Regions from separate parts of the Mus musculus genome. Here all the other regions are linked to region 6. A link is a contact called in public HiCAR-type, capture Hi-C and promoter capture Hi-C data. All regions are on one chromosome and are shown on one strand. The core of a region is the stretch at or near the end of the contact, and the rest is flanking DNA. Distances in the headings are between cores, read along the strand shown. Region 1 holds the start of Vps41 (VPS41 HOPS complex subunit). Region 2 holds the start of H4c2 (H4 clustered histone 2). Region 3 holds the start of Btn2a2 (butyrophilin, subfamily 2, member A2). Region 4 holds the start of H4c4 (H4 clustered histone 4). Region 5 holds the start of H1f3 (H1.3 linker histone, cluster member). Region 6 holds the start of Trim27 (tripartite motif-containing 27). Region 7 holds the start of H1f4 (H1.4 linker histone, cluster member).

What was found. Promoter capture Hi-C pulls out the DNA fragments that hold promoters and counts their contacts. HiCAR-type assays count read pairs that join an accessible place to other places. Capture Hi-C pulls out chosen DNA fragments and counts their contacts.
Region 1: a contact with region 6 is called in a HiCAR-type map of astrocytes, with 4 times the contacts expected there. The contact joins the promoter of Vps41 here to the promoter of Trim27 in region 6. A contact is called at or near these places in 2 of 39 promoter capture datasets (liver and pre-B cells), 1 of 115 datasets of contacts at active chromatin or transcription factors (astrocytes) and 1 of 9 other capture datasets (adipose tissue).
Region 2: a contact with region 6 is called in a capture Hi-C map of macrophages, with 7 times the contacts expected there. The contact joins the promoter of H4c2 here to the promoter of Trim27 in region 6. A contact is called at or near these places in 11 of 39 promoter capture datasets (the 3T3-L1 cell line, the SN4741 cell line, cranial neural crest and 7 more), 36 of 484 Hi-C or Micro-C datasets (B cells, CD4 T cells, CD4 single positive thymocytes and 17 more), 7 of 115 datasets of contacts at active chromatin or transcription factors (astrocytes, cardiomyocytes, forebrain and 4 more) and 4 of 9 other capture datasets (adipose tissue, liver, macrophages and 1 more).
Region 3: a promoter capture Hi-C map of hematopoietic stem and progenitor cells shows a contact between it and region 6, with 8 times the contacts expected there. The contact joins the promoter of Btn2a2 here to the promoter of Trim27 in region 6. A contact is called at or near these places in 14 of 39 promoter capture datasets (the C10 cell line, cranial neural crest, embryonic stem cells and 8 more), 1 of 115 datasets of contacts at active chromatin or transcription factors (embryonic stem cells) and 2 of 9 other capture datasets (liver and macrophages).
Region 4: a contact with region 6 is called in a promoter capture Hi-C map of liver, with 7 times the contacts expected there. The contact joins the promoter of H4c4 here to the promoter of Trim27 in region 6. A contact is called at or near these places in 10 of 39 promoter capture datasets (the 3T3-L1 cell line, the HPC-7 cell line, the SN4741 cell line and 6 more), 1 of 15 datasets of contacts at CTCF or cohesin (thymocytes), 4 of 484 Hi-C or Micro-C datasets (CD4 T cells, CD8 T cells, pre-B cells and 1 more), 8 of 115 datasets of contacts at active chromatin or transcription factors (double positive thymocytes, embryonic hindbrain, forebrain and 5 more) and 4 of 9 other capture datasets (adipose tissue, liver, macrophages and 1 more).
Region 5: a promoter capture Hi-C map of neutrophils shows a contact between it and region 6, with 7 times the contacts expected there. The contact joins the promoter of H1f3 here to the promoter of Trim27 in region 6. A contact is called at or near these places in 16 of 39 promoter capture datasets (the 3T3-L1 cell line, 3T3-L1-derived adipocytes, the HPC-7 cell line and 11 more), 1 of 484 Hi-C or Micro-C datasets (B cells), 6 of 115 datasets of contacts at active chromatin or transcription factors (embryonic forebrain, embryonic midbrain, embryonic stem cells and 3 more) and 2 of 9 other capture datasets (adipose tissue and macrophages).
Region 7: a contact with region 6 is called in a promoter capture Hi-C map of liver, with 12 times the contacts expected there. The contact joins the promoter of H1f4 here to the promoter of Trim27 in region 6. A contact is called at or near these places in 1 of 39 promoter capture datasets (erythroid cells), 1 of 484 Hi-C or Micro-C datasets (CD4 T cells), 2 of 115 datasets of contacts at active chromatin or transcription factors (astrocytes and fetal liver) and 2 of 9 other capture datasets (liver and macrophages).

What each region holds. Positions count from the first base shown.
Region 1 is chr13:18,714,728-18,718,914 of GRCm38.p6, reverse strand. It overlaps Vps41 (VPS41 HOPS complex subunit), which reads right to left and starts at 1,623. Exons shown (of 29, transcript NM_172120.4): 1 at 1,579-1,623. The coding sequence starts at 1,599.
Region 2 is chr13:23,754,619-23,758,745 of GRCm38.p6, reverse strand. It overlaps H4c2 (H4 clustered histone 2), which reads right to left and starts at 1,809. Exons shown (of 1, transcript NM_178193.2): 1 at 1,360-1,809. The coding sequence starts at 1,725. The coding sequence ends at 1,414.
Region 3 is chr13:23,486,684-23,490,428 of GRCm38.p6, reverse strand. Btn2a2 (butyrophilin, subfamily 2, member A2) reads left to right here and starts at 1,572. Exons shown (of 8, transcript NM_175938.3): 1 at 1,572-1,793; 2 at 2,467-2,596. The coding sequence starts at 2,512.
Region 4 is chr13:23,579,449-23,583,227 of GRCm38.p6, reverse strand. It overlaps H4c4 (H4 clustered histone 4), which reads right to left and starts at 1,660. Exons shown (of 1, transcript NM_175654.3): 1 at 1,259-1,660. The coding sequence starts at 1,626. The coding sequence ends at 1,315.
Region 5 is chr13:23,553,203-23,557,100 of GRCm38.p6, reverse strand. It overlaps H1f3 (H1.3 linker histone, cluster member), which reads right to left and starts at 2,069. Exons shown (of 1, transcript NM_145713.4): 1 at 1,294-2,069. The coding sequence starts at 2,011. The coding sequence ends at 1,346.
Region 6 is chr13:21,178,423-21,182,499 of GRCm38.p6, reverse strand. Trim27 (tripartite motif-containing 27) reads right to left here and starts at 2,569. Exons shown (of 8, transcript NM_009054.3): 1 at 1,586-2,569; 2 at 421-516. The coding sequence starts at 2,005.
Region 7 is chr13:23,620,617-23,624,384 of GRCm38.p6, reverse strand. It overlaps H1f4 (H1.4 linker histone, cluster member), which reads left to right and starts at 1,827. Exons shown (of 1, transcript NM_015787.4): 1 at 1,827-2,608. The coding sequence starts at 1,888. The coding sequence ends at 2,547. It overlaps H2bc6 (H2B clustered histone 6), which reads left to right and starts at 3,291. Exons shown (of 2, transcript NM_001177653.1): 1 at 3,291-3,469.

The DNA of each region.
Region 1 (4,187 bases), core at 374-2,873, 2.5 Mb after region 6:
TATTAAGCAATATCCCAATATCAGCCATCAGTAATGAATAAATATTTATCATGTGGCAAGCAGAAGTGAGAATATACAAGGAGAAATAAAAAGCTTAAGATCATAAGTATTATGTAGACGAACATCAGAAGGTGGTTTCAAAGAATGAGCCACAATCGGAAAGCACACCATCCCAGAGGCCTGAGGACAGTAAGGGAGAAGGCCTTGTAGACGTCAGAGATCATGAAAAGGGGCAGTGTGAGCAAAGGTCCTGCGTGGGTACAGGCCTGGACTGGTTACAGAATAGCAAGAAAGGCAGCATGAGACAGAGTGGCTTACAGAGTCACAGAACCGAGGAAGGGGTGGATACTCAAGGCCCTTTAGGGTGATTACAATATGGGCACTGTTTTACCACAGTTTGGGACAAGAGGATTTAGGACATGGAGGCTGTATATGACTTCCATATCAGAATAAATATTTACCTCACAGAATTCTTTTAGAAGGACCAAATGCCATGTGTGAGGATCTTTTTAAGCTCGAAAGCACTGCACAACTGTGAATCAGGTTATCTGCCTGATTTTCTACATTTTAACATCAGACAGCCTTGGCAAATTCCTCTTCTGCATGAGTGGGAATACAAGGGCTACTCCATATTTCTATCACACTGGGTCTAATCTAAAAACTTAACTTGGATGTTTGTTTTACTACAAAACCACAACTGTATTTCAACGTGAAATGAAAATGCTCAATGTGAAAAGCCACCTTGCAGTAGTCAAACTAAGCAAGGTCTGCTGGGAAGGAAAACTCTTTTGCCTCGGACCTGCACTGCAAAAGACAGTTTGCACAAATGATAGTAAAGAGGCTCTTGTTAACGTAATGACAAAACCCAAATTTTTCCTTGTCAAATTCCGTAACTTTTGGCACACTCAAAATAAAGCACAGATGTGAACAGTAAAAAGTCCACTAGTAAATGTCTCTTAGGACAGTAAACAGAGCATCACCATGCATGTCTTAAGGAACATCACAGAAACTGGCAAGCAGGGCATTTAATATATGAGGGGGAAATATGGTAGATGATACATACATATATATGCTTCTATGTGTGTGTGTGTATACATATATGTATATGCATATACACACATACACATATATACATATACTTAAGGAATCTCTTCCGAGTTTTAGCCTGAGTCTTCTATTTTGTTAGTTTCATTTAATTTTGTCCTTCGCCCTATATCAGAACGTCTGTATGAAAAAAAGGCAATAATTTGTACTCAGCACCTCAATGCCACTTCTCAGCTATAGCTGGACGTTTCCATCTACGTCTTGCCAGCAACGGGAATAATCCTTAAAGCCTTGCATAGCAGTCTACTCTTAACTTGCCTTTTTCAAAAAATCCCATTTAACATAAACCAGAAGGGCTGAGCCCAGGCAAGGCCGGCTCGGACAGAGCGGGTGTGCAAGGCGCTATCCGCGCGGAGAAGGGCCACCCCAACTCGCCCGGTCAGAGCTGCCACGTTCCTGGCACTCCGCGTCCCAGAACCCCTCGCTCGGGTCTCCAGCTCCCGGCTGCCCCGAACTAGTTCTGCCAGCGTTTACCTGCTCCTCTGCTTCCGCCATAGCGCAGCCTGAGAGTCATGTGACATACCCGGAAATAGGAGAAAACAGCCCCTGGGCCACAGCCTACTGGGAAATGTAGTTTTTCCCGCACACTAATCTGGTTCCTTAGCCAGCTCTCATTTTTGCTCAACAGAGACACCACTATATCTATAATTAATGCTAAATTGTTATTTTGTTGTTGGTCTACGTTCTGTTGTTATTGTAGCATTAAGTTCTTTCTATTTCAGGCTCCCGTTTACAGTAAAATTATGAATTATCTCATTTTCTATTTCAGGCTCCCGTTTACAGTAAAATTATGAATTATCTCATTTAGTCCTCCCTGTGATCCCTCCTGTTACCGCCATTAACAGGGGAAAGGATAGTAACTCGGAGATTTCACTAAACTTACCTAAAAAGCCTAGGTTTAGAACCTATCCCTCTCCGAAGTCTAAGACTACTATATCAAATGTTCTTTAGTCTGATATGTTGTTGTGCCTGCCCACTCACTTTTTAAAGTGATAGTGACTATTTATATAAAAAAAAAAAAGTCTACAGTGGAAAGTGAGAAAATAATGTGTATTCCTGCAAAGATTTAGTATCTTGGTACATTAAATTGACATCTTTCATTTTAATTTAAAATTGAATTGTATAGATATTTTGTCTGCATGTATGTCTGTGCACACTTAGGAACCTCGTGTCCTCAGATGTCAGAAAAGCATATCAGATTCCCTGGAATTACAGATACATATATTTGAGAGCTGCCATATAGCTGTTGTGAATCAAATCTGGTCCCCCGTTAGAGAAAAAATAGCAACTGACATATGAATATAGAAAATTATAAATCTCTATTGTTTAATTGCTTCGTAACTCACATTGACTATCTTCAAGATACAATGTCAGATAATAATTTGTAAATGTAATATGAAAAACATCATTTAGAAAACTTGAGCTATCCTATGTTTCAGGACAAAGTAAACTATCTTTCCTATTCTGTGGGAATTCACTCATCTTATCCACTGATAGCCATTGTCTGTTTATTGTCTTAAGCAGCTGGCAACTCACAGAGGGCAGCACAGTTGGCAGACTGTGGCAGATGCCTCAGTGCCCTTTCGTTCCCTGTAATTCCCACTGACAGTAGCCTAGTAGGAAGTCATATTCTTAGTACTCAGCATTTCCCTTAGTCTCTAGATGTTGCTTTCTCAACTCATGGTCTTCAATGACCTGGAAGCCATGACGATGTCATCTTTCAGACTCTTGTCTTCTCCCAAGAGCCTTAATAAACCTCCAGCTCTTCCTGAGGCCCCTCTTCCAGTCTGCGCACCAAGCAGCTAATTTGGACACCCACAACCAAGGGTCCAAGGTCATGTCTGATCGAACAGAATTTTATATATGTTATTAAGCCACTCAGGCCCAAACAGCACTCATGGTGGACTTCAAGCTACTGAAAGACCTTGTTGTGAGAATTTTTTTTTAACTGGCAGGTGCCTAGACAATCTATCTCCTTCTTTCTAAGGTACCAATAACAAACCAAACTTCAGACCCATCAAGCTCCCCTGGGGAACCAATGAGCTTATTGAGCTTACAGAGCATGGGTGAAGGGCTACTGCCTGGAGCACAAGTGGCCCCAAAGCAACCACAATGGAAAGTTTTTACCCTCCCTGGCTGAAGACTTAACCATAACAATACATGGGTTTTCTTTTCCTTGTTTTCCCCTAGCCTAAGTCCTCTAACCTCTCACAGAAACTATGAAGGCACACACAATCAGTACAAAGCTGCATGAGGCTGGCTGTGATGAGAGATTGGGATGAGAGGCTGGTAAGGGTCCAGTGGCTCTCCCTACCTCCTCCTATGAAAGAATGATTGTTTACAAGCAGATGAAGATGGATATTGTTTGATTCAGAAGCTAGTGCTGTGCAACAAGCTCCTGCATAGCAGACACAGAGCAAGCCCTAAGTTTAATTTCCACGGGAAATAGAAGACATCTAAATCTTCTGTTCCTCTGATTGTCTTCACAAACCATCATTTTTCCTTTTCTCATTGTGAACTGGATCCACAGCATCTGGTGAGACTGGCTGTCTCCTGTTTTGATCTGACACAGACATGAAAGAGGAAGACAAAAGCAGGTTTATTACCATGGTTTTCTCCTTGTTTTACTGGTCGTTTCAATTTTGATGAGAATCAGTCATACCTAAAAGCAGTGATTCAGGGAAAGTCACCACTGAATTCTCAAACAAGGGTTTGTTCTGGACAACAGTGTGTGATCCACTCCACCCACTTCAAATTTTGTTGTTATTGTTGGGTTTTGTTGAGACCAGGTCTTACTATGCAACCCTGGCTGTCTTAGATCTCAATATACAGACCAAGCTGCCCTTGGACTCACAACTCCTACTCTCCCAAGTGCCTTGTTTAAAGGCGTGAGTTGCCATGCCCAACCTTCAAATTTTGATGACTTCTCAATCCTTCCTTTCTTTTATGTTGGGATTCTTCTTAACCCTGCCTGTCAGTTGAAAATCTTCCTGGAAAAAGTCCTCTGAGGGATGAAGATTTGGACCAGTGGTTAAGAGTGCTTGCTGTCACCATCTTCAGGAGTCAGCCTGAACAGACACATA
Region 2 (4,127 bases), core at 560-3,059, 2.6 Mb before region 6:
CTACAGTACTTGGAAGAATCTGAATTTGTGTTCCTAGGCCATGAGCATTCATATTTAGCTCTCAAGTAAAACATCTCTTAATTCTATTTGAAATGAGAACTGTGTTTTTTAAGGCAGCACTATTTATTGTGACTAGTATGGTAACTCAGAATTACTTGAGCAAAATTCTAATTCTGCTGGGATGTTGAGTGGCAAGAAGCAGACACTGTTATAGATTTTGACACTGCAGCAAGATGGTTGGTTCTAGCATCTCAAGCAGGCCATGGAGTTATATTTGAACATAAACTATTTTACAGTACCTATGCGTTATAGCAGGAAGAAAAGTGTTTTAACAAAGAGGCTACAGAAAAGAGAGTTAATCACAAATGCCTGAATAGTTCTACCCTGTGCTATTAACAACAATTGTGTATTTTTTTTAGTGTTCCATTGTTAACAAGATGCAGTTCTAGGGCTGATGAAAGGGTCCAAGAACTAAGAGTATATAACACATACTGGCATATACTATCATTTCTGAGTCTCTGAATGGCACAGAACATATGCTGACTTCTGCATCCATTTCTGGAGTACTGGGATGACAGCTGTTGGTCAGTGTGTAGTGTGTTGGCTAAAACTTCGTTTTGGATGTAAATCAGTTTGTTTCTTCACGCTACAAATGTTACACTACATTGTGTTTTATGCCATTAATCTCATTTAGTTTCACTATTTAGTCGACTGTCAAAATTCATGGGAACAGAATTAAAGACCCATACCACTATATGAAAATGTTGAAGCCCTGTACATGGTGTCAGTGGTATATACAAAATAACCTGTATTACACATCCTTACATTTTATATTATCCTGGCATTACCTGTAGTAATTAATACGATGTAGATTTTATGTCAATATTTGTTTTAATGAACTGTTTGAAAGGGCTGGTCAAGAAAACATCATGTGTATCAAAGCTTCACTCTTTACTCAATTGTTTTTACCTCCAGGACCCGATGAGCCTGTTTCTTTAGTAAATTCTCATCTGGATGGTTACCTTTGTTCACCTACCCAAGGTTATTTTCAGGCGGTGGTAATGAGTCGTTGAACCTAGAGGTTCTAACACCTTTCCCCAAAATTCCAGGTTTTCAAGACTGTTTAACCGTCCTTGAACCAATCCTGAGAAAAGAGCCTTGAAGTGTCCTACTTTTAACAATTTGTACAAGGTGAGGCTGTACTTTGTGCACAAATTCAGCCTGGAGGGGTGGGGGTGGGGAATCTCAACTATGCTGACTATCCACAGCCTGAGTTAAAGCTGAAGCTATTAGTGAGGGCCGCTGCCAGTGTGGGGGAAGGGTGAGGGAGCAAAATGCACAGCTTTTTAAGGAATTCAGTGAGTGGTCCTGAAAAGGACCTTTTGTAACAGTTAAGAAAATCGCTTTAGTCCCTTAACCCCCGAATCCGTAGAGGGTGCGGCCCTGGCGCTTGAGCGCGTAGACCACGTCCATGGCGGTGACGGTCTTGCGCTTGGCGTGCTCCGTGTAGGTGACGGCGTCGCGGATCACGTTCTCCAGGAACACCTTCAGCACACCGCGGGTCTCCTCGTAGATGAGGCCGGAGATGCGCTTCACTCCCCCGCGCCGGGCCAGGCGGCGGATGGCGGGCTTGGTGATGCCCTGGATGTTGTCGCGCAGCACTTTGCGATGGCGCTTAGCGCCACCTTTGCCCAGGCCTTTTCCTCCCTTGCCGCGACCAGACATAGTTAAATTCTTACAAGCTTTCAGTAGGAAGCTGGTGAACTAAGAATTCGCTGTGTTATTATAGGCTCTTATCGGACCTGGTTGAGAACTTCAAGTGGGCGGGGACCAAAGGCTTCTTTTGCTCAGCCCATTTCAGGGCGGTGACTCTGGAGTACTGTATAGGGCACATGCAGACATGGAGTCTCTCAGGTTTCCCCAGATTTGAGTATACTGCTTTTATTATATGTTATATTGTTCTATAAGGATTTTAGCAAGGAGTTACATTTTTATGGACCAGTACCTGGAGGATTAAAACAAATACCCCTGTAAAGTATTTAGGTTTAAAACATCTTTTTAAAAAATTCAACAGGTGCCAAAAGACCATGTGATTATTGTTTCTTAAAACCTAAAAATTCAAATGTGAAAGATACTTTTAAAAATAAATTACAAGAGAATTTTTTTAATAGAAATTGAAATAGAATCGGTATAAGTAGAATTTATTAAAATTCTACTTGTCAACATAGGTCAAGCCCCTTTGCCTAGTCATATAGATGCACTTGGCTATTCCCTGTCTGGAATCCATTCATTGCTGGTTTGGATTGCTATATTTTTTATTAGAGCGGGAAAACTGCATGATGCTTGTATTCTATTTTGCCACCCCTACACAGTGTATGCTCTCGTTCAAAGTAATGAATTCAGAGATATTGGAACTGGTCATTTTCCTGTTCCCCCTTTATACTTATAAAACTTGTCTGATAATGGTGCCCACAGTTTGTTTGCTTGGGTACTACATTAGAAGAGATTGTTTCAAAGAAGTACTACATAAATATTTTTACCTGTTACTATTTGTGCTGGATAGTTTTATTCCAACTTGACACAAACTAGAGCCATCATACAGGAGGAACCTCATTTGAAAAAATTCCTCCATAAAATGAATCTGTAGACAAATCAGTAGAGGATTTCTTAATTAGTGCCTTATGAGGGAAGGGTCCTGCACATTGTAGGTGGTGCGGTTCCTGGGCTGGTGGGCCTGTGTTCTACAGGAAAACAGGCTGGGGGGAGGGTCAACATAGAGCAAGTCTGTAAGCAGCACCTTTCCATGGCCTTTGCAACCAGCTCCTGCCTCCAGGTTCCTTCCCTGATTGATTTCCTATTCCTCACCTCCTTCAGTGATGAACAGTGATGCAGAACTGTAAGCCTAATAAACCCTTTCCTGCCTGAGTTGCTTTTGATAGTAGTGTTTTATCACAGCAATAGAAACCCCAAATAAACACTATTTTAATACTCTTCCTAGAAGTATTTCCTTATCAGGTTATTATTTCCAACACACTATCAGTATCACCAAATGTGTATAAGGATTACATTTTATTACAGCATGTAATGAAGTATAGTGACAGATCTTGTTTTGTATTTCATGGGTGAAGATTTAAGAACTGTTGGTCCATTTCCCAAGGTGAATTAACAATCACAATGCAGCCATGCTACAGCTCAGTTTATGAATTTCCATTCACTTATTTTGCATATGTTTAATTTTACTAAGACACTCTGAATACTCGGAAGTTGCCTCTCCCAGTCAACACTGTAAGGCCCACTGCTAACTTCTGTCTTTCTGTGCTCTTTTTCTTTCCATTTTCTATTTCTAGTCCATCTTCTCCTTCTTCCTCCTCCTCCTCCCCCCACTTCTTTTCCTCCTCCTCCCACTTCTCTTCCCCTTCTTCCTTTTTCCCTGAAAGATCCTTGCTATGTAACCCTAGATGGAAGTTGCAATTCTCTGGCCTCAGTCTCCTCAGCTAAGTAGCAGGTTTGTGCCACTGTGTATGATTTTTATTGTTAAAACTTGTAATCTAAACAGCAGATCTTAAAACTTGACTTCCAAGTTGTCTTTAAGAGCCTTGAACTTTCATACAAATATCCATAACAAAACTGTTTTCTTCAAGAGTACTAGCTGTAAACATTATCATGTGCCTGATATCATTCTGTGTGCAGTTCCTGGAGGATAGAAATCATGTTTACTATAGATCTCAAATGCATACTATCTGTTTAATTACATATATATAGCAAGGTAAAACTTCACAGTTAGACCCTCCACCTGGGCTTTAGGATGGATTTGGCAAAAACATATTTTTTTTTATATAACTTACAAGTTATATAATACAAAGCTATAAGTTACCATAAAGAAAGACCCAATTTTTTAAAAAAGTGTTTTTATTCCAAGTGGAGTGCAGAGAGGAAGGTATAGTAGAACACTAAAGGAAGATCAATATTATTTTAGCAAAATTTGAAAATCAGTTTATTTGTGTTTTGTTTTTGTTTTTCCTGCTCTATAGAGAGAATAGGGGGATATTAGACCATACTACTTCCTAAGAACAAAAACAACAACAAATCCTTAAAAGATTTTTAAGTACATGGTGATAATTTATAAA
Region 3 (3,745 bases), core at 323-2,822, 2.3 Mb before region 6:
GTTTTCCTGTCCAGATGATAGCCAGGCATTCTTGGATTAGCTCTTTTGGGACAGGGTCTTACTAGCCATGGCTGATGTCAAACTCACAGGCCTGTCTCTACCTCTGCATGCTGGAATTAAAGGCATGGAATTAAAGTCACGCCTAGCTTGATTAACTCTTAAGGGAGTAGACAGTGCTAAGACTTTGTTCTTTAGTTTTAAAAAGTCTCCCATGGGCTGGAGCTATACTCAGTGGTTAAAACTACTTAGTGCTTTTCCAGAGGCCCGGGGGTTTTACTCCCAGCACCCACAGCATTGAGTGCAACTGAGTTGCAGGGGATTTCATGTCCTTTTCTGCCCCCCCCCCCCCCCCGCCAAGACAACCTCACACATGTGGCACATACTCACACATATAAAATACATAAAATAAGATCATTTAAAAAGAAAGCCTCTGCTCAAACATACATGATCCTTCTAGAAGTTCAAAATGTCAGGTTCAACAAGGGCCAGAGACACCATTCAAATGCCCTTTTTAAAAAACAGTCATCAAAGTCCTGTTTTAATTCCTGTTTTTAAGAGCTGTTGTTTATGAGACAGGGAGATTCAGTGACCTCTAAGCTTGCTGTGACCACACTAGATACCTTACAACCATTTAGGAAATAGGCATCAACTTGATCTGGCTGCTTCTAACTGAAAAGAGTTTTGCCTCTTGATGACTCTTAGGTCTCTGAAGACAATCAAAAGAATCCTCATAGATCGTGACAGACTGCTGAAAAACCAGCCAAGGGTAGTCTACTCCAAGGGAGAAGAAACAGAATTGAGACAGCAGACCAATACATGGTCTGAAGGGAGTGAGGTCGTTACTGAGATCATAGCAAGTGTAACCCATTTCTACTGCTCAGTCTGAGTCTTGCTCTCCACCAACACCTTTTCCTTTTTCGGATTTTGAGATAGAGTTTCTCTGTGTAGCCCTGGCAGTCCTGGAACTCACTCTGTAGACCAGGCTGGCCTTGAACTGGCCTCTGGAAAAGCACTAAGTAGTTTTAACCACTGAGTATAGCTCCAGCCCATGGGAGACTTTTTAAAACTAAAGAACAAAGTCTTAGCACTGTCTACTCCCTTAAGAGTTAATCAAGCTAGGCGTGACTTTAATTCCATGCCTTTAATTCCAGCATGCAGAGGTAGAGACAGGCCTGTGAGTTTGACATCAGCCATGGCTAGTAAGACCCTGTCCCAAAAGAGTTAATCCAAGAGTTTGAGTGCTGGGATTAAAGGTGTGAGTCAGCACACCCGGATTGCATCTGGCTCCCTTACTCCCTTCTTCACACACACTTCAACACACAGGGATGAGGCCTCTGGACACCAAGCCCAACTCTAGGACCTCTCAAGTGGGAAGAAGAAGGGAAGAAAGGAGCGCATGAAAGGGAAGCAATAAGAGGGAAGGGAAGAAAGGGGCACAAGGGAAAGGAAGACAGGAGGGAGAAAGGATTGTTTCTGTGTATGCTACCTAGTAACAAGTGACTGCTAGACATAGGAATACTATTGGCTGATGACTTAAGGCAGGCCAATCCCGGGCTCTGAACTGCTTAGTGGAAATTGTGAGACTTGCACGCGGAATGGGTCCTCCGAGGTCTGCTGTCGCGAGTCCCAGCACTTTGCAAGTAATGGAGAACAGAAAATTCTTTCCTCTCTACTGTAGCAGTTTGTTCTCTGGTGGCGACTGTGCTCAGCGACAAGTTGGAGAGTAGAGAAAAGGCAAGATAATCAGCATTTGAGGGTCAGAGAAGAAAAGAAAACGCAGTTAATTCTAGAAGGTAGGGGAGGGGATGGGGAGCGCTCTGAGTCCTAGCAGGGGCTGTAGGAATAGGGGGTGGGGGTAGGGTGTCACAACACAGGCTGCTGGGAGGGAAAAGCCAGATCTTTGACTCTGGAAAGAATACCTGGGGGGGGGGGGGTAGTCTCACCTACCTAGTTTTACCTGAGGTTCACCAGGAGGAGGGAGTACAGGGAAGGCGAGGGGGGAGGGGAGGAGGAAGGAAAGAAGGCTTGGGACGAGGGAAGGAGGAAAGAGGAGGAAGAACTGGGTAGAGAAGTAGGAGAAAGACCCGGAGGTTGAGGAAGAGGGAAGGGGCTGGAGAGAGAGAACAAGGGAAGGAGGAGGAAGAGGAGGGAGTGGGGGAGGAGGAGGAGGAGGAAAGCCCAAGAAGAAAGAAAGAGGAGGAGGGAGGGGGAGGAATATCAAATGACAGCTGAAGAAACTGGACTCTGGAAAGACAACTGAGCCTAAGACAACAGAAAACTGCCTGCCTGGTGCTTATGTTGTTTGTTTAATAGAATGTTTGGTGAATCCAACTATTAAGGTATAACCAGTTCCATAGGGCAAGAGTCCATCTAAGGCAGAAGTCTGAGTGCTCATGAGACCAGCATAGGGACAAAAAGGTGTCATGTACATGAGAACCGTGGGTGATTTATCCTCTGTACTTCTAGGTTTTCTGTCCACACGTGACCTAGGTGACTCTGTCCTGAAGACCTATGGAGCCTACAACTTCCCTGCGTTCTTGCCCGATAGCCTCCCTTCTCTTCTTCTTGGTCCTCAGCCTGTTTGTGCTGGTCTCAGGTACAGTTGTAGGCTTCTTGCTCCTCTCAGTTTTTCAGAAAGCAATGGCCACAGTTCTCCTGATAGACAGAGACAGGAATAGGGACTGCAGCTGTGTTGGCTCATCTTTCTGAATGAGGACACTGGATTTATCCCAATTTTGTCCTACAGAAATATAGCTAGAGCATCAAAGGAGATCTGTAAATGTCCAAGTGGCAACATTCAAAGGAGTTAAAAATAGATGACGTAGATTTGAATGATATATTTTGTTTAACACCACATAATCAAATATTAATATAAATGCCTTGCCAGGTGTGGAGGTACACACCTATAAACTTAAGAGGCTGAGACAAGACTGCCAGGAATTCAAGGTCTGCCAGGGGTACATAATAAGATGCTATCTCAGGAAACAAAACAAGGGGGCTAGGAATGTGGCTCACTCGGTAGAGTGCTTGCCTAGCATGCACAGGCTGTGGTTGGAATCCTGGGTCTGTGCCACACTCAGGCATTGTACTGAAGAACAAGTCTCTCTGAGCATTGGATCTATACTTTATGCTCAGGGTGACTATTTTGTTTTTGTTCATGGCTGGGCTTGAACTTGCTATAAAGCTGAAGATAACTTTGAAGAGCTGATCTTCCAGCCTCCATCTCCTCAGTGTCGGGATCGTGGGTGTGCACCACACGCATGGGTAGTGTTTTGTTCCTGAAATATTTGGGGGATTGTTCCCAGAAATGCTGCCCACCAACCACAGCTACCAGCCTACTAGGAAGCCCCTGTGGCCTTTCATTTCTGTTGCTGTGATAAATACGCTCTCAAAAAGCAACGTAGGAAAGGGAAGTGTTTAATTAGGTACAAATGCAAGCCACAGTCCATCACTGCGGGAAGTCAAGATAGGAATTTGAAGGCAGGACTGCTTGCTATCCCACACAGCGTTACCTCCAACCAAGGAACTAACTTTATTGCCAAAGAAGTGTAGAATACGCCATGGAAGATACTGCTTGTTGGCTTCTAACAGACTCTCAAGTAGGTCAGGACCCCCTGCCTAGGGAATGGTGTGGGTGGCCTTAACATTGTTGCAATTAACAACTAAGACAATCTCCCACAAAGATGCCCACAGGCCAGTGACTTAAGCAGTTTCTCAATTTGGATTCTCTTAGGAGATAATTCTA
Region 4 (3,779 bases), core at 411-2,910, 2.4 Mb before region 6:
TGAGCTTGTTGAAGGACATATCGATTGGTAAGTTACTTCTCCTCCAGCTAAATAAGCTGATTCAAGCCAGATTGGATTATATTAAAGGCAGGTTTATTGGGAAGCTGCTCTCAGAAGAATTCACTGGCCCCAAGGCCAGGGAAGTCACCATGGGCAGAGGTTGGAGGAAAGAAAGAGAGAAGGGGTATACACCAGGAGAGAAGAGAAGGGGAAATGTGGGAGGAAAGAAAAAGCAGAAAGACCAAAATGTCTGAATTACATAAGGAAGAGCCTCTGGGGGAAGGGCAGCCCATCCCCTGGGCTAGAAATTTCAGGGTTGGGGGCAGGGTGTGCCAGATAGGGACTGTGGGAAGCTGGGAGAACCTGGAGACCAGGTCCGCTTTGATATGTAAAATATGTTAACTTGTCCCAGGGTCTGAAGCTAAATACTGAAGATATTTACCCAAGTTTTTATTGACTACAAGGTCTGGGTCTTTTTTTTTTTTTTTTTTAATTCTTGGAGGGAAGGGCTGGAGGGACAGCTAAAGCATGTGCTCCGTGTGCCTGGTGGCCTGAGTTTAGTCCCTAAAGTGTATATAAAGGTAAGAAATATATAAACACAAATAAAAAAAATTTTTTAAGTTCTTAGCAGACACTGATGTTTCTTCTCTGGTGACTCTTTGGGAACAACTGATAATGCTGACGAAAGTTAATGAAGTCCTGGACCATATGAAGTTTTCCTTGAGGAATAGATAGAAGATTTACACGTCAATCTCTGGTGCTTATTTTACAGATTAGGAAGTTAGAGAAAGCTGGGTGTGGTGGACCACGATTTTAATCCCAGTACGTGGGAGGCAGAGGTAGGAAGATATCTGTGAGCCTGGTGTATAGAGTAAGTTCCAGGCCAGGGCTATTACACAGAATACATGGAAAGAATGAAAGGAGGGAGGGGAAGAAATTGTAGAAAGCTCCAGGTTAGAAAACTTGAACATAATTCAGTGTTCCTAGGTTTCCAAGGCCTGGATTGATTAGAGGGTTTGGTTTTGAGACAGGATAGCATCTATACCTTAAGGGACTTGGAAAAAAGGATCTTGACTGACCCTCAGCCCTCTCCTGAGAATGTCAGCATTAAAGAATGAGACAACAGGCCTGCTTTTAGGCTATCAATACTGAAGATAGACAGGTGGACCTGCCTAAACAGATACTATGTATCGAGCCAGTCCCAGCACCCACCCCATTCCAGAAAACCACCTAAGAGCAGCTCCTTTAAGTGAGAAGGTAGTGGCCCTGAAAAGGGCCTTTGGTTTTTGGGTGAAGAAAAATAAATGAGTACGTTTAGCCGCCGAATCCGTAGAGGGTGCGACCCTGGCGCTTGAGCGCGTAGACAACGTCCATGGCGGTGACGGTCTTGCGCTTGGCGTGCTCCGTGTAGGTGACGGCGTCGCGGATCACGTTCTCCAGGAACACCTTCAGCACACCACGGGTCTCCTCGTAGATGAGGCCGGAGATGCGCTTCACTCCTCCGCGCCGGGCCAGGCGGCGGATGGCGGGCTTGGTGATGCCCTGGATGTTGTCGCGCAGAACTTTGCGGTGGCGCTTAGCACCACCCTTACCAAGACCCTTGCCGCCTTTCCCGCGTCCAGACATGTTAGCAAACTAGGAAGGAAGCTCACTAGCCAGTGACTGTAACAAGCGGCCTTCCTGGCTTTTATAATACCAATGCGGACCTGTTTGAAAACCTGAAGGGAAGGGGGCGTGAACCATGGTCAATTCCCGCCCTTCTGGCGTTTATCCTATGAAAAGGCTGAGGAGACAAGGCGGGTCCTAAGACAAGAGCAGAGCCAGCAGTTGAAAATTCAACACATTGCCCTCAAGAGTGACAATTTATGTATTGTGAAAAAAGAAATTTGTCTTTTATCAGACCAAATAGAAAGTAATGTTATTAGTCTCGTGAACCTATAAATCGGGACACCCCCCGTATTATTTCAGATATTTACATTACAATTCATAACAGTATCAAAATTACAGTTAAGCAGCAGTGAAATAACTTTATGGGTGAGGGTAACCACAACATGAGGTGCTGTAGTAAAGGGTCCCAGCATCAGGAAGGTTTAGGACCACTGAATCCAAGGTTTTAAGTACAATTTTAAGAACACTTACTATTTCCTGTTCTGAGACTTTTTATTGACTTAGGTACGTATGCCTAAGAATCTGAACTTTTTTTTTTTAGCATTCAGGCTGACCAGGGGGAAGTAAAACCTCAAAATGTTACAGGACTGTAGCGCTGAAAGATTAGAAGATGTAAAGGATATGCATCCCAAAGGTGTGGGCCTTCTGCTTGAATTACACATAGACATCAGGAGCTCTGGGAACAGGGATGGGGGAAAGGGGCTGCTCTTTATGTTTACTATGCTTTCACTGAATCTCAGGATTTCTTGCATGTATGTTTTTTAGTTAATAAACATTGCACAGAAAATCTATTATCCTTAGCACATCATAGTTATATGTACCTCAAAATATCATGCATGCACCCCCACCTCACACTGACAGTTCTTAGTCAAAGGATTTGGTGGTTTCATGTACTAATGAAGAGTCACACACTAATATCTAACCAAATACTTCCATAAAATGCTAATACAGTAAATACTCATGCTGTATTGTTTTCCACATCTGCATTACTCTTCTAGAAAGGAAAAGAACAGTTTCTTCTGCTCTGTGAATGAGTGGATGACCCAAAGCAATGTTTTAGAATCACTCTTCAAGAAGAGCGCCACAGAATTCAAAGACTCTGAGTTTCTGGAGATTCATAGAGAAACATTAAAACTGCATGTGAATATTTACTGGGTGAAGTGCTTGATGCATATAAAAACCCTGGGTTTGATCTTGGGGACTACAATGGGCTGGTGGCAATGCACTGTTGTAATTCCAGCACTGCATAGGATGGTTGAAGCAGGAAGGTCAGGTATAGATAATTCTCAGGAACATAGTGAGTTTGAGGATAGGCTGAGCTATATAAGCTTTTGTTGGTGGATGGGGATGGGGGAGGAGTGGACTCCATGCTTGTAGAAATGAAATTGTGTTCCTTAAAATGATCTATTAGAGATGTCCAAGAGTTTGGAAATGACTATTTTTGTCTTTCAATTATTCTTACAGGTTTTTTATAGAGAAATAAATAGCAAACATAATTTTAGTCCTCTTAGGGGTAGATGTGAAACCTTACAGAGATTAAATCAAGTCTGTGTCTTTAATAATGGGGATATGTTTTTAAGGTCATGGGCCAATAACCTCTGTGTAAAACTAGATATTCCTCTTAAATCAGCTTTGAAATCTTTCAAACTAGACCCGAGAGCACTGGAGGCACAGTCCTTACTGAACCCTCCTTCCACTCTGCTTTGCAAGGTATGAGGGTGCCATCCTAATTTAATTGTCACATCCATATGCCTTATGAGTATATGGATCTTTTAATGTCTACTCCTATCATTGAAACGTGTTGTTCTTTCTTCTGTATTGGTAAATCTCCCAAACATGAAAGATTATAGGAATTTTCATAATCCTTCATTTTCTCATGAGCAGAATTATCATACCTGACATGAATTATCTACCTAGGTCAATACAAGTAGATTTCCCAAAGATCCCACATTTTTCTGTCCAAGAACAAAAAGTTGAACAGAGATACACAGTTGCATTAAAAGTCAGAATAGTTTTTTAAGGAGTATACATTCAAGGAAGGAAGCCACCCAGAGCAAAAAGTTGACTATCCAAAGAAATGAGGTTTTGTCTCTCATAAATAGCTCCAGGAT
Region 5 (3,898 bases), core at 820-3,319, 2.4 Mb before region 6:
AACACAGCTCTTGAGGCTCGAATACAAGATCCTTTACCTACTCTCCTCTAATGAAATGCTAGATTGAAACGTAGACGATAGAGTTGATGGCTTATACCAGGTGCTTGCCTCCAGACCTGAAGCCCCAGCTGACTGTTGCAGGTTGTCCTCTGACCTACACACACACACAAACACATAATATAAAAATATTTTTTAAATGATATGTAATTTCTTCCTATGAGAAGCTCAATTAAACATCTGTAGAATTCTTACATCATCAGGATAAAAGAAAAGGGGGCCCCAATTTTAAATAAATAAATACATACAAATATATATATATAATATACACACACACACACACACACACACACAAACTTTAATACTTTCAATAATTAAATGGAAATGGCATCCCCAAATTTGGATCAGCTTCCTGAAGGACAGTTAAGGTTGGTTTGTGTTTTTATGTGCTTGTTTTGTTTGCCCAAATTTGTGAAGTCAAACTGCAAACCAAACCTTCCAAAATGGTTTTTCTTTCACGTCCTCAGCCTACTATTGGTCTACTGACCAAATAAGGGAGAACAGATAACCTCAAAACAATGTATGAGGAAGGAATGTGCAGAACTGTCAGTGGTGTTCAATTTCCTTACTAAAACCTAACCACCAGGGTATTAAAAAAGCTTCCACACTTATAGTGGCAATGTGATCAGTGCCTAAAAACTGCGAAGGTGGCTAAGTTTGGAGGAAATAGGAGCGCTTTCAATTTCTCGGAAAACACAATTAAAAATTCTTAGGACGGAATTCCAGAGCTCTGAAGTGAACAAAGGGGCGGGGACAGAGAAAAAACGCCAGCGTCCCAGTACGTAAATGTAAATCTTAATATCACAATCTCTGATTGGTGCAACACCCATGACTGAAAGTACGGCTTGATTGGTTAATTCTCAAAACCACCTTGTGTAGCCGGATTGGAAAACTTAAAACAGAGGCTCCAGCCTGTAGCCACTATTGTGAGAGTAGCTTCCTAGAGAACCCCCCTAATGCCTTATCACGCCTAGGCGACATTAGAAAGGACTTCCCGCCAAACTCTTGGAATATGAACACGTGTGTGGAGCACACACAGAAGCAAAAAACTGCCGGCCAGAAGTCCAGCTAGAGCTGAAAATGATACAATCTATCGCTCAACTAGAGTTTATAGATGCTCCTAAATGTACCCATAACAAAGTGCACAGAATTGATCTGCTTCGGAACACATAGCCAGAGTCAGCGGACATACCATGAGAAAACCAGAAAAAGGCTCAGCTCTTTTGAATGAGGTTGTGGGTGGCTCTGAAAAGAGCCGTTTGAGATTTTCAAAGCAGGACGCACCACTCTACTTCTTGCGAGGGGCAGCCTTCTTTGCCTTGGTGGCCTTCGGCTTAGAAGCTTTAGGCTTGGAAGCCTTAGCCTTGGGAGCCTTGGCCTTGGCTGGACTCTTTGCTGCCTTCTTGGGCTTAGCAGCCTTCACCTTCTTGGGACTCTTGGAAACTTTCTTGGCGCCGGCAGCCGCCGCAGGCTTCTTCGCCTTCTTCGGAGTCTTCTTGGCCGTCTTTTTGGGTGTGGCAGCACCAGTCGCCTTCTTAGGCTTCTTGGCTGCTCCCGCAGGCTTCTTGGCCTTGGCCGCGCCTGCCTTCTTAGCCTTGGGCTTAGCCTCACCGGAAGCCGCCTTCTTGTTGAGTTTGAAGGAGCCGGAGGCGCCGGTGCCCTTGGTCTGCACCAGGGTACCCTTGCTCACCAGGCTCTTCAGCCCGAGCTTGATGCGGCTGTTGTTCTTCTCCACATCGTACCCCGCGGCCGCCAGCGCCTTCTTGAGCGCAGCCAGGGACACGCCGCTGCGCTCCTTGGAGGCGGCCACAGCCTTGGTGATGAGCTCGGACACCGGGGGTCCGGACGCCTTGCGCTTCCCAGCAGCGGCGCCGGTCTTCTTCGCCTTCTTCTTCACAGGTGTCTTCTCCACAGGTGCAGGGGCAGCAGGCGCCGCGGGAGCGGTCTCGGACATGTTCTAAGCTTTACTAGTAAAGCAAAAAGTAAGCACAAACAGTCAGAGAAGGTTGTTCCCAGTGCTGCAGGCTCTGGGTTTATATAGAGAGAAGCTGCGTGGTGATTGGTTCCCTGCGCCGTGCGCCGTGCGCCGCGTTGCCAGAGAAAGGATCTTCAGCTTTGCCTTGTGGCTGTGTTTGTTGCCCCTCAAAAAAGTATAAAAATATAAAAAATATGGGCACGAAATAATTAGGGACTTGGGGGAAACTGATCCGAGAGCCTGTAGGCTACATTCTTGCCTTAATTTGTGCACCTATGTTCAAAATCGGCACCCTGAAACTTCTCTGATTGCCCCAACTCTCTTTCAAACTTGACGAAAATTGGGACAACTTTAAGGTTTTCCTTAAAAATACTACTTCTCTCGCGGTCATTAGCAAACTTTTGTTTCAGGACATGGTTCCTCACATTCTTATCATTTCAGGACTCTATGAAATAACTTGTTTTCACGGAAATACATAGGGAAATTTGAGTTTTTCGAGAAAGCAACAACACAAGCTTCCAGGGCTATCTGCACCAAGCTGTAGGAATTGGCACTAGATGGGAAAGCAGTGCATACCGGGGGAATGATTATTGTAGAAAATATCGATTGGATTTTTTAATGATATTTGAGATACCAGTGTGTAATTCCCCTTCGGTTTTCCTGTTTTAGTGATTTAGCCATTTTCTGGAGACGTGATGAGTCTGTGCCATCCCTATTGTAGATCAAAAGCTGAAAGCACATATTTTTCAGATTTGATAGAGAAATGTACACCAACTATCACATGTACAGAAAAAAGATACCTAGGTCAAGAAGGAACAGAAGTTTAGCAACTGGGAGCTGAAGAACAGTGAGATATAACCTGACTTAGCAACTCACTCCGTGTTTAGAGTACAAAGTTTACAGCTGTGTTATATGCCGTGTTTCAGGACCTGTGTTATGCAGCTGTTTCCCCTTGCCAACACTTATCACAACAGTTTTCTGCATATTTCCAGTTTTAAAATGATTTGAATTTCATTATTAAAAACAAGCAGAATGTGAAAGAAAATCTGTTTTTTAATTTCCATGATAGCTGCTGACCTCATTACATATATTACATATATAATATAGTCTGTCACAAACAAAAGAATTAGCAGGTGGTATCCACCAAAGGACTTAAACATTTCATAGTCAGTTATCATTATGATAACTGCAGCAAGAATAAAGTTTCTGGAAAAGGGATCAACCATGGGACTACAAACTTGAAACCATAAGAAGCTTCACTCATTCCCACTCATGACTGTGGAGGCTAATATCACAAATGTGGTTTTGGTCTTAACTCCAAAATATAATTACATCCTGAAAAACAGCAGATTATTCTCTGTAGTAAGGCTTGTACTATTTTGTAGAGATTAAAAACAGGCGATAAAAATCCCTAAGAGGTGTGAGAACAGTGAAACTTATGGCTTCGTCCTCTTCTCTCAATTTTGTGTTAGATAAGCAAATATACACACATACACACAAATGCACACCATTACTATAGTAACAGGTGAGAGATTACAGCCTCATGAGGTATTCTACAGGGAGACACATTCTTGGGTATTCTAATACCTAGAGACTTTCAAATCTACAGGAAAGGGTGGTTGTATAAAATAAAAATCAACCTGGTTGTGGTGGTCCATGCCTTTAATCCGAGTACCTGGGAGGCAGAAGCAGGTAGATCTCTGAAATTAAGGACTATCTACAGAGCAAGTTCCAGGACAGCTATGGCTACATGAAGAAACCAAGCACTGTTTCAGAAGGAAAATAATAGGGCTAATAAATAGGTAGCAAGAAAAGAAATATATAAAGAGAAGAAGGCAACTTTAGGCTGAAATAATAAGTAACAGG
Region 6 (4,077 bases), core at 1,320-3,819:
CCTGGCACAGGTGTTTCTTACTGCAGGCCACTTGGCAGCCTCGTCTCACTTCCACACACTGTCTCTGATTCAACCCAAAACACGTATTTCAAGGGAAGAAGCGGCAGCACTGGCTGCTGGAGATCCACAGGTTTCTTAGGTCTGACCTCTATTCCAACAGAAAGAAATTAAGGCCCGGAAAGCCTGCACCCACTCCACTTAAACTGGCTAGTGTCTGACCCAAGAAGCAGGCCCAGGGTTCGGGATTCCCAGGGGCTAGTTCTCTCTGGACAAACCTCCCAAAGCTGATAGGCTCTGCTTAGAGGCTTCTCACTACACCCCTGCCAAGGCCGAGAACTGTCAGGGATTTTCAGAGCAGTTCAGAAGCTTACTATCCTAATGCAATCAATTCCTCTGCAGGCTGGAGATCTGGACCCTTACCAAAAGCTCAGCTCGGGCCTGCTCCCCCTGTGCCCGCCGTCTCTTCTTCAAGTCTTTCACTCTTCTTAGGTGGTCCAGTCGGTTCTGGATTTGCTCCTGAAGAAAGTAAATAGTCGGCCAGTTCAAGATTTTGCAGATCTCAGCATCAGAATACTCTGCTTTTCACACATGAACCCAAACTACAGATGCCAAGGCCCCGCTGGACTCTCTTCTCAGACCATAATGCCACTCCTGGGAAGAGCCCAAAGCACAGGGGCCAGCAAGTGTGTTAGCAATTTGTTATTTAAACTCTAGCCACCTACCAGTTCCTAGAAGCGGTTACAAGACATCTGGGTAAGGAGGCTCAAAAGGTAAGCTATTTCTCAGATGAATACAGAAAAAAAAAAAAGATTTATTTTCCTCAAAGAATCAGTAAACATTACTAAATTACAACTTATCTCCAGCGAGTGAAATGATACAGGTGACAGCTTTGTAAACGTGACTGACATTTGGATGAACTCACACTTAAACAAATATATAACTCTGTTGGTATAGATCCCTGCAGCCCTCAAGATCATTATCACTTCAGAGCTACTTTATATGTAACGTTTTCGTACTACTGTGTAGCTGTGCCAGTGTTTATTCAACACTCCACAAAGGTCCTGTGAGTTCACTTCCCCTTCACAATAAGCCATCTCCCGAGTCTGAGAGTGGCTAAATGATTTACTTAAGCAGTAAAAAGCTCTGTTCATTTCCATTCAGTTCTAAAACAGGTTTACAGGGAAGTGCTGGGGACACAGATTAAGTGATGGGCACTGCTCGATGTGAATTCAGCCAGCCAACAGTGACTGTCTGGCTTGGTATCCTGGGTCAGAGCGAGTTCGAGGCGTTCAAGGCCTATGGAAGTGTACTTGGCTCCATGTGCATCTCCTTTGTCAAGGGAGGGTCTCCTCGCGCCGTCCCAGTCGCGGCACGCGTAGAGGCGGTTAGCAGGGGCGCTCGGGGTGGGGGTGGGGGTGCTCCTGGCCTCGCCAGCTACAGGTTCTCCTTCCCAGTCTGAGTGCGGAGGCTCCGCAGCCGACAGGGAGGAAATGACGGCGGTGGGCCCCACGTCCGGCTCGCCATTTTCTCGGTATCAAACCAGGAAGCCCCCGGCTCGCCCCTTTGTCCGCCGGCCCGGCCCTACCTTGAAGCCCTCCACCGCCTCCTCCAGGGGCAGCACGCTGTGGCCGCGGTGCTCGCGCGAGCGGTCGCACACCACGCAGATGGGCATCTGGTCCTGCTCGCAGTACAGCTTCAGAGGCTCCCGGTGCTTCTCGCACACGCCCATCTCGCCGCCGGGCCCCGACGGCCGCTCGGTGCGCAGCTGCTTCACCAGCTGGGTCACGTTGGCCAGGTGCCGGTTGGGTCGCATGTGGCGCTGCGGGAAGGTCTCCCGGCACTGCGGACACGACACGTTAGTCTCCGCGGCACCCCAGCAGCGGGCCAGGCACGCGCAACAGATGTTGTGGCCGCAGTCGAGCATCATAGGCTCCACGAAGTACTGAAGGCACACGGGGCAGGTGGTCTCCTGCTGCAGGCACTCGGCCACGCTCCCGGAGGCCATGGCGCGGGCCGGCTGGGCCGCAGGGCATGAGCCCGGAGCCGAGCTCTGTCGGAGCTCAGCGCGCTCGCTCCGCTTCTCGGCTCCGGAGCGGGGCGGGGCCTCCGGCGCGGGGATCGCAGACGCGCGCGGAGCTCTCGGGCGGCCAGACCCGTCCCCGCACAGCTGCTCCTCACCGACAGCACGGGGAGGAGGCCTGGGCCCCGGAGCCCGGCTGAGAGCCGAGCCGAGGGGAGTCGGGAACCGGGCGCCGCGGGCTGGCTCACCGGGCAACGTGGCCGCGTCGGAAGGGGTCCCGCGGCCGCGCAGACTCCTCAGGGCCGAGCGGAAGAGGTGGGCCGGGGGCGGGGCCTGGCTTCCCGCGCCGCTCTGCTCTCTCGGGGCGGGAAAGCGGGTTTCCTCTGCACAGTCCTGGGTCCCCGGCACCCAGCCCGGGAGTCGGTCGTGGCTGTCGCGTGCAGTGGGAGCAGAGTGTCCCCTGGCAGTGGCGTCGGGTCACTCCAAGCGTCTGTGGGCCCGTAGTCTTCTGCTGAGTTTCCTCTTAGTGGCTAGGCCTCGGCTCCTTTAAAAGTAAGATGGCTTTGCATAAATGCCGGAAAGCTGGGCGGGGAGACCAGCTAGGCCCCTCCCAGTGTGACACACCCAGCTCCAGGCGTTAACAATCGCTAGAAAAGGGTTTAATCATCAGCAACTTTTCTCAGGGGCAGAAACGGAGAAGCCCAGTTCTATCTCCACCCTAAAGTAAATCGGTTTATCGTTCCGAGCCTCATTTTCTTCTCGTGTGAAATGGGGACCGATCGAATCCCGACCAGAGTGCTGACCAGACCATGAAGTCCTCCCCCATCTCCCTAGCTCTACCGTTACTAGGGAGCCACCCCACCGAGAGCCCGCTTGTGAGTCCCTAACTTCTTCTCAGGCTCCTCAGGTGCCCAGTGTCTCACTTCCTCAAGTGAGTAGCCAGACCCGACGTGTCAAAGGGCTGCCTGGCGACACACTTCTCTCTCGTCTTCCCTGCCACCTGCTGAGGAACCTACGTGGCTGTGGGTTCCTATGAGACCCTCGAAGAAACAACCCGGATTCTGCCACGTGGGCCTCATTCTCAGAACACTCCCCCACCCCCACCCCCACCCCCACCCCTCACCTCCAGCCTGGGCCCTGCGGCGCTGGGGCCAAAAATTCTGATTGTCCACTGTAGTGTTGTCCTTCTGCCCATGACGTTAATAACTCTTCTAATAAGTTCTTACTCCCAGCAATCTAGTTCAGTGCCCTCCTTGAGCTCCCATACCCTATTGCTTTCAGGAATTTTCCCCATCAAGGAGTTACACCTTTTTAAACAAACAAACAAACAAACAAACAAACCACAGCTTGAGCATAAAGATCTTTATCCGCTAGTTTAAATGAAGCACCCAGTACATCGAATGACATTGAGTAGAACCTAAAACTTGCTTGTTTCTGCCCAATCGAGAGTCCTGTGATGACCGGAGGAGGTCTTGTAGCCTGGTTTCTTATCACAGAATAGGTTTTCAGTTCTGTGCGCTGTCACTTATGCCATGGCCTTTCCTACTCTCCTTTGGGATTGACTCCGTGCCTGCCCTTGTGTTTGAGCAACAGGGAATTTCTGTATCCAGGCCATCACTTCACTGGATTCTGCTTGATTCTTCCCTATGGGACAAGAAATCCGAGGTACTTAACAAGTCTCGCTCATCCAAACCTCCATTCTCCCCACCTGCTCTTTGAAACTCCAGGCTCAAAACAACTCAGCACACTTCCAGTAAATGGTAGAATATTTGTCCTAGGCTACACTGTAGTCTACTCTGCTACAAAACTGAAGTTGAAAGGAATTGAAAGTGCCAGTCTTACTCCAGAAGGAAGAATTCAGTTTTGCAAGCCGGTGTAGAACTATGAAAAATGCAGGTGGCAGATATGTGTTCTTAGGTCATCAGTGCGGCTCTGGATTTTAGCTTTGTCATCCAGGGCTCATGCGGTCTCTGCTTTCCTAACCTCAAGGCAGATGGCCTGGACAAGCCAGGTAAGTAGGGCAAGGTGGAGGAAGTAGGGGAAAGGAAGCGCTCCCC
Region 7 (3,768 bases), core at 578-3,077, 2.4 Mb before region 6:
GAGCAAATACTAATGTGTTCTACCATTTGCAGGAAGTTTTTTTTTTTTTGTTATTAACAAAAAGGGGTTAAATCCCCACTTTTCAATATCAAACACCCATACAGTTTCTCTGCTCTGGCTCAGAGTTTTAATGAATACCAAAGTTTGCATTTGTTAATACATGAAGGTGAAAATATACATTATAGCATAGAAATACTGATAATATGAATCACTTTTATATAAAATTCATCATTAAAGATAATACCACAAGATCTTAAAAATGCCTCATGGACACTGTGTTGAACTGCTGAGTTCCTCTGTTTGCATTGCTTTTGTGTGTGGAGGTTTAGGATAGTAGAATTGATAATGTGATGTTAGAGACAATTGTATCACAAAACAAAAGCCATCACATTATACTATTGTATAACATAACATTGTATCTTACACTATTGTAAACATTGTATCTTATACTATTGTATAATATACTATTTTATAATATAACAATGTATCTTGTCTCTGTAGTGGGAGTCTTGTAATTTCTGAATATAATTCCAACCAAACATCCCAGAAATAATTACTGACACTGGATTATCATTGATCTCCTAGTCGTTACCTTGGTTGAACAGCTACATAAATAAAACAACCCATTTAACACCTTCAAGGCATGTCTTTGAATCTGTTTGAATGTCTTCTCAAATATGATTCTAAGATTAAATCTTAACCCCTCATTTACCCTGAGGAGATCCACGAAACATTATTCCCATGTTTCCATAAGGAGTAGCCATATATGGAGAACAGCTGTTCAGTAACGGGGCTAGGATTCTGTAACGAAGGCAGTAGAGATGTTCTGAGCTATATTTCTCATGTGTGTTTCTCTTGATCAATGGCTCAGTTATCTAGTTTTAATATACCACATTACAATTTAGTCCTAAAACATGTCAGAAGAACTATGCAAGACCCAAGAGAAATTCCTCAAAGTAAATCCCACCTTCATTTCCAAAGACGTTGAAAACAGCATTTATATGTTTCTTGGAAATTAGTCATTTTTATGTCTGCACCATAAGTATGTTTTGTACTCTCCCCCGACCCCAGTACTCTGAATTTGAGGTACCTCAACCCAAAGGAGTAGTTTGTCCAGAGAAATAGAAAAGCAACAGCCCCGCCCCCAACCCATGGGAACAGAAAGAAAAGAATTATACTAAGAAATTATTTTAAAACTTAGGAGAAGCGGCAGAAATAAAACCATAGATATATAGACTCATGGCCTATGAGAGAAGAATTTAACTCAAAATGGTAAATAATCTGTTAAGCATTGAACTAAACCAGTTTGATGAACTCAAATGCCCTCTGCTCAATAGGCAGGACTCTCGGAGGAGCCTGTGTTACTTCCTTCACTTAAGTGCAGATTTGTAATAAAAATCATAATGCCAAAGGCAAGGTTTTGGGCTACACAAGAAGCTAACCACTTGGAGAATCGTCTTTGATGGGTCAGAAAACTGTACAGTCCAAGATCAGTTTATAATTTACGAAGAAAATAGAAAGTTTTGTTTCTCTGAGTTGAAATTTGCTGAACACCGCAGGAAATATTGCAAGTTTTTGGCAGAAGGCTTAATGCTTTGCTCACTTTTTGAGATGTGCATGAAGCCCGAGACTTCGGGGAACATTATTTTTTAAAAATCGGGCAATTCGATGTAGGGAATTTTGACATTTTTGGCTTTTTTTGAGGTGTAACAAACACAACTCCGCATCTGAGAGGACACTCCGCGGCTGCCAGCGAGGCGGGCTGGACAGCGCACCAATCACGGCGCAGCTCCGCCCTATATAAACGGGCGGGCGCAGCGCCGCGGCCCGAGTCCTGGCCAGTCCCTCTGCTTCCGGCTCGAGTTCTCTCTCCTCACACGCTTCGCCATGTCCGAGACCGCGCCTGCTGCGCCCGCCGCACCGGCCCCCGCCGAGAAGACACCCGTCAAGAAGAAGGCCCGCAAGGCCGCAGGTGGCGCGAAGCGCAAAACCTCCGGACCCCCGGTGTCCGAACTCATCACCAAGGCTGTGGCCGCCTCCAAGGAGCGCAGCGGCGTGTCCCTGGCTGCGCTCAAGAAGGCGCTGGCGGCCGCGGGGTACGATGTGGAGAAGAACAACAGCCGCATCAAGCTCGGCCTGAAGAGCCTGGTGAGCAAGGGTACCCTGGTGCAGACCAAGGGCACCGGCGCCTCCGGCTCCTTCAAACTCAACAAGAAGGCGGCTTCCGGTGAGGCTAAGCCCAAAGCAAAAAGGGCAGGCGCGGCCAAGGCGAAGAAGCCTGCGGGCGCAGCCAAGAAGCCCAAGAAGGCTGCGGGGACAGCCACCGCCAAGAAGAGCACCAAGAAGACTCCAAAGAAAGCGAAGAAGCCAGCTGCAGCTGCAGGAGCCAAAAAAGCTAAGAGCCCGAAGAAGGCAAAGGCAACTAAGGCTAAGAAGGCGCCCAAGAGCCCTGCCAAGGCGAAAACGGTAAAGCCTAAAGCGGCCAAACCAAAAACCTCCAAGCCTAAGGCAGCTAAGCCAAAGAAAACCGCAGCCAAGAAAAAGTAAATTTTCTTTGGCCAACTGCTTAGAAGCCCAACAACCCAAAGGCTCTTTTCAGAGCCACCCACAACTCTCAGTAAAAGAGCTGTTGCACATTCACAGGGGGTGTGGTTAGGGTGGGAACAAACCTTAGTGGGCTGAGCTTAGCAGAGGAGGCTGGGGATATGTGGGTGTGCGCAATGGTGTTAACTCTAGCTTAGCTATCTGAAGGTCTGTACATAATCTCCTGTATGTGTGGTGGTGGTGGGTAAGTTCATATCCCACAAGTGACCCTTAGAGACCATGGGAATGAAGTAGTTTACTCCCGGCTGCCACGTCGATAACTTTTAAGGGAGATAGCAGAATGATTTAGAGATAGAATCTTAAGCATTGAGCGATTCAGTGCGTAAAGAGCAGGATCGATGTCCTGACAACCCCACCCGCATCTCATCTCAGTTCTGACTGCTGAAATCAAGCATACAAACCCAACTAGAGTACTTTTTTTTCTGTGTTCCCCCATGTTTGATAGCGATCGTGCTTAAATAGGTTAGCTATAGCAGATTTGTGCAGTTTAATTCGTACGTCCCGATTGGTGAAAGCGAAGTGACAAGACAGCCAATGAGACAGTAGACCTTCAAGTGTCGTTTACGTTCCTGTTCGTGACGAAACACTAAAACTAACCCAATCCTGAAAGAAATCTTATTAACCTCATTTGAATACTGCGTAATGTAAATGAATGTGGTGTTAACTGGTGACGGAGTAGGTATTTTACCAAATGTTTAGTGTGCCCAAGGGAGGGAGTTAAATTTTACACAATCCCTGAGCTGGCGAAGTCCGAGCCTGCCCCACAGAAGGATTCTTAGAAGCTGCCATCAACAAACAGAAGGACAAGGAGCGCAAACGCTACTGAAAGGAGAGCTTCTAGCAAGTGTACAACGTGCTGAAGCAGGTGAGCCCCAACATGAGCATCTTATCCAAGGCCATGGGCATCAATTACATTTTAAAGCACATTGCCTGCATCGTGCCGCATTACAAAAAGCGAGTAACCGTCATATCTCAGTTGATCCAGACTGCCATTCTCCTGCATTGCCCAGGAAGCTGGCAGAGCACCAAGCCTGTTACCAAGAAAACAAACCAAGTGCGCATTTGCACGAATGATTTCAAGGACTTTAAAGAGCCAGGCATTCTTTCAACAAATGAGTTGTTGTTGTTTCAAGTATCCTTAAACTTAAAACTATGCGGTTTTTT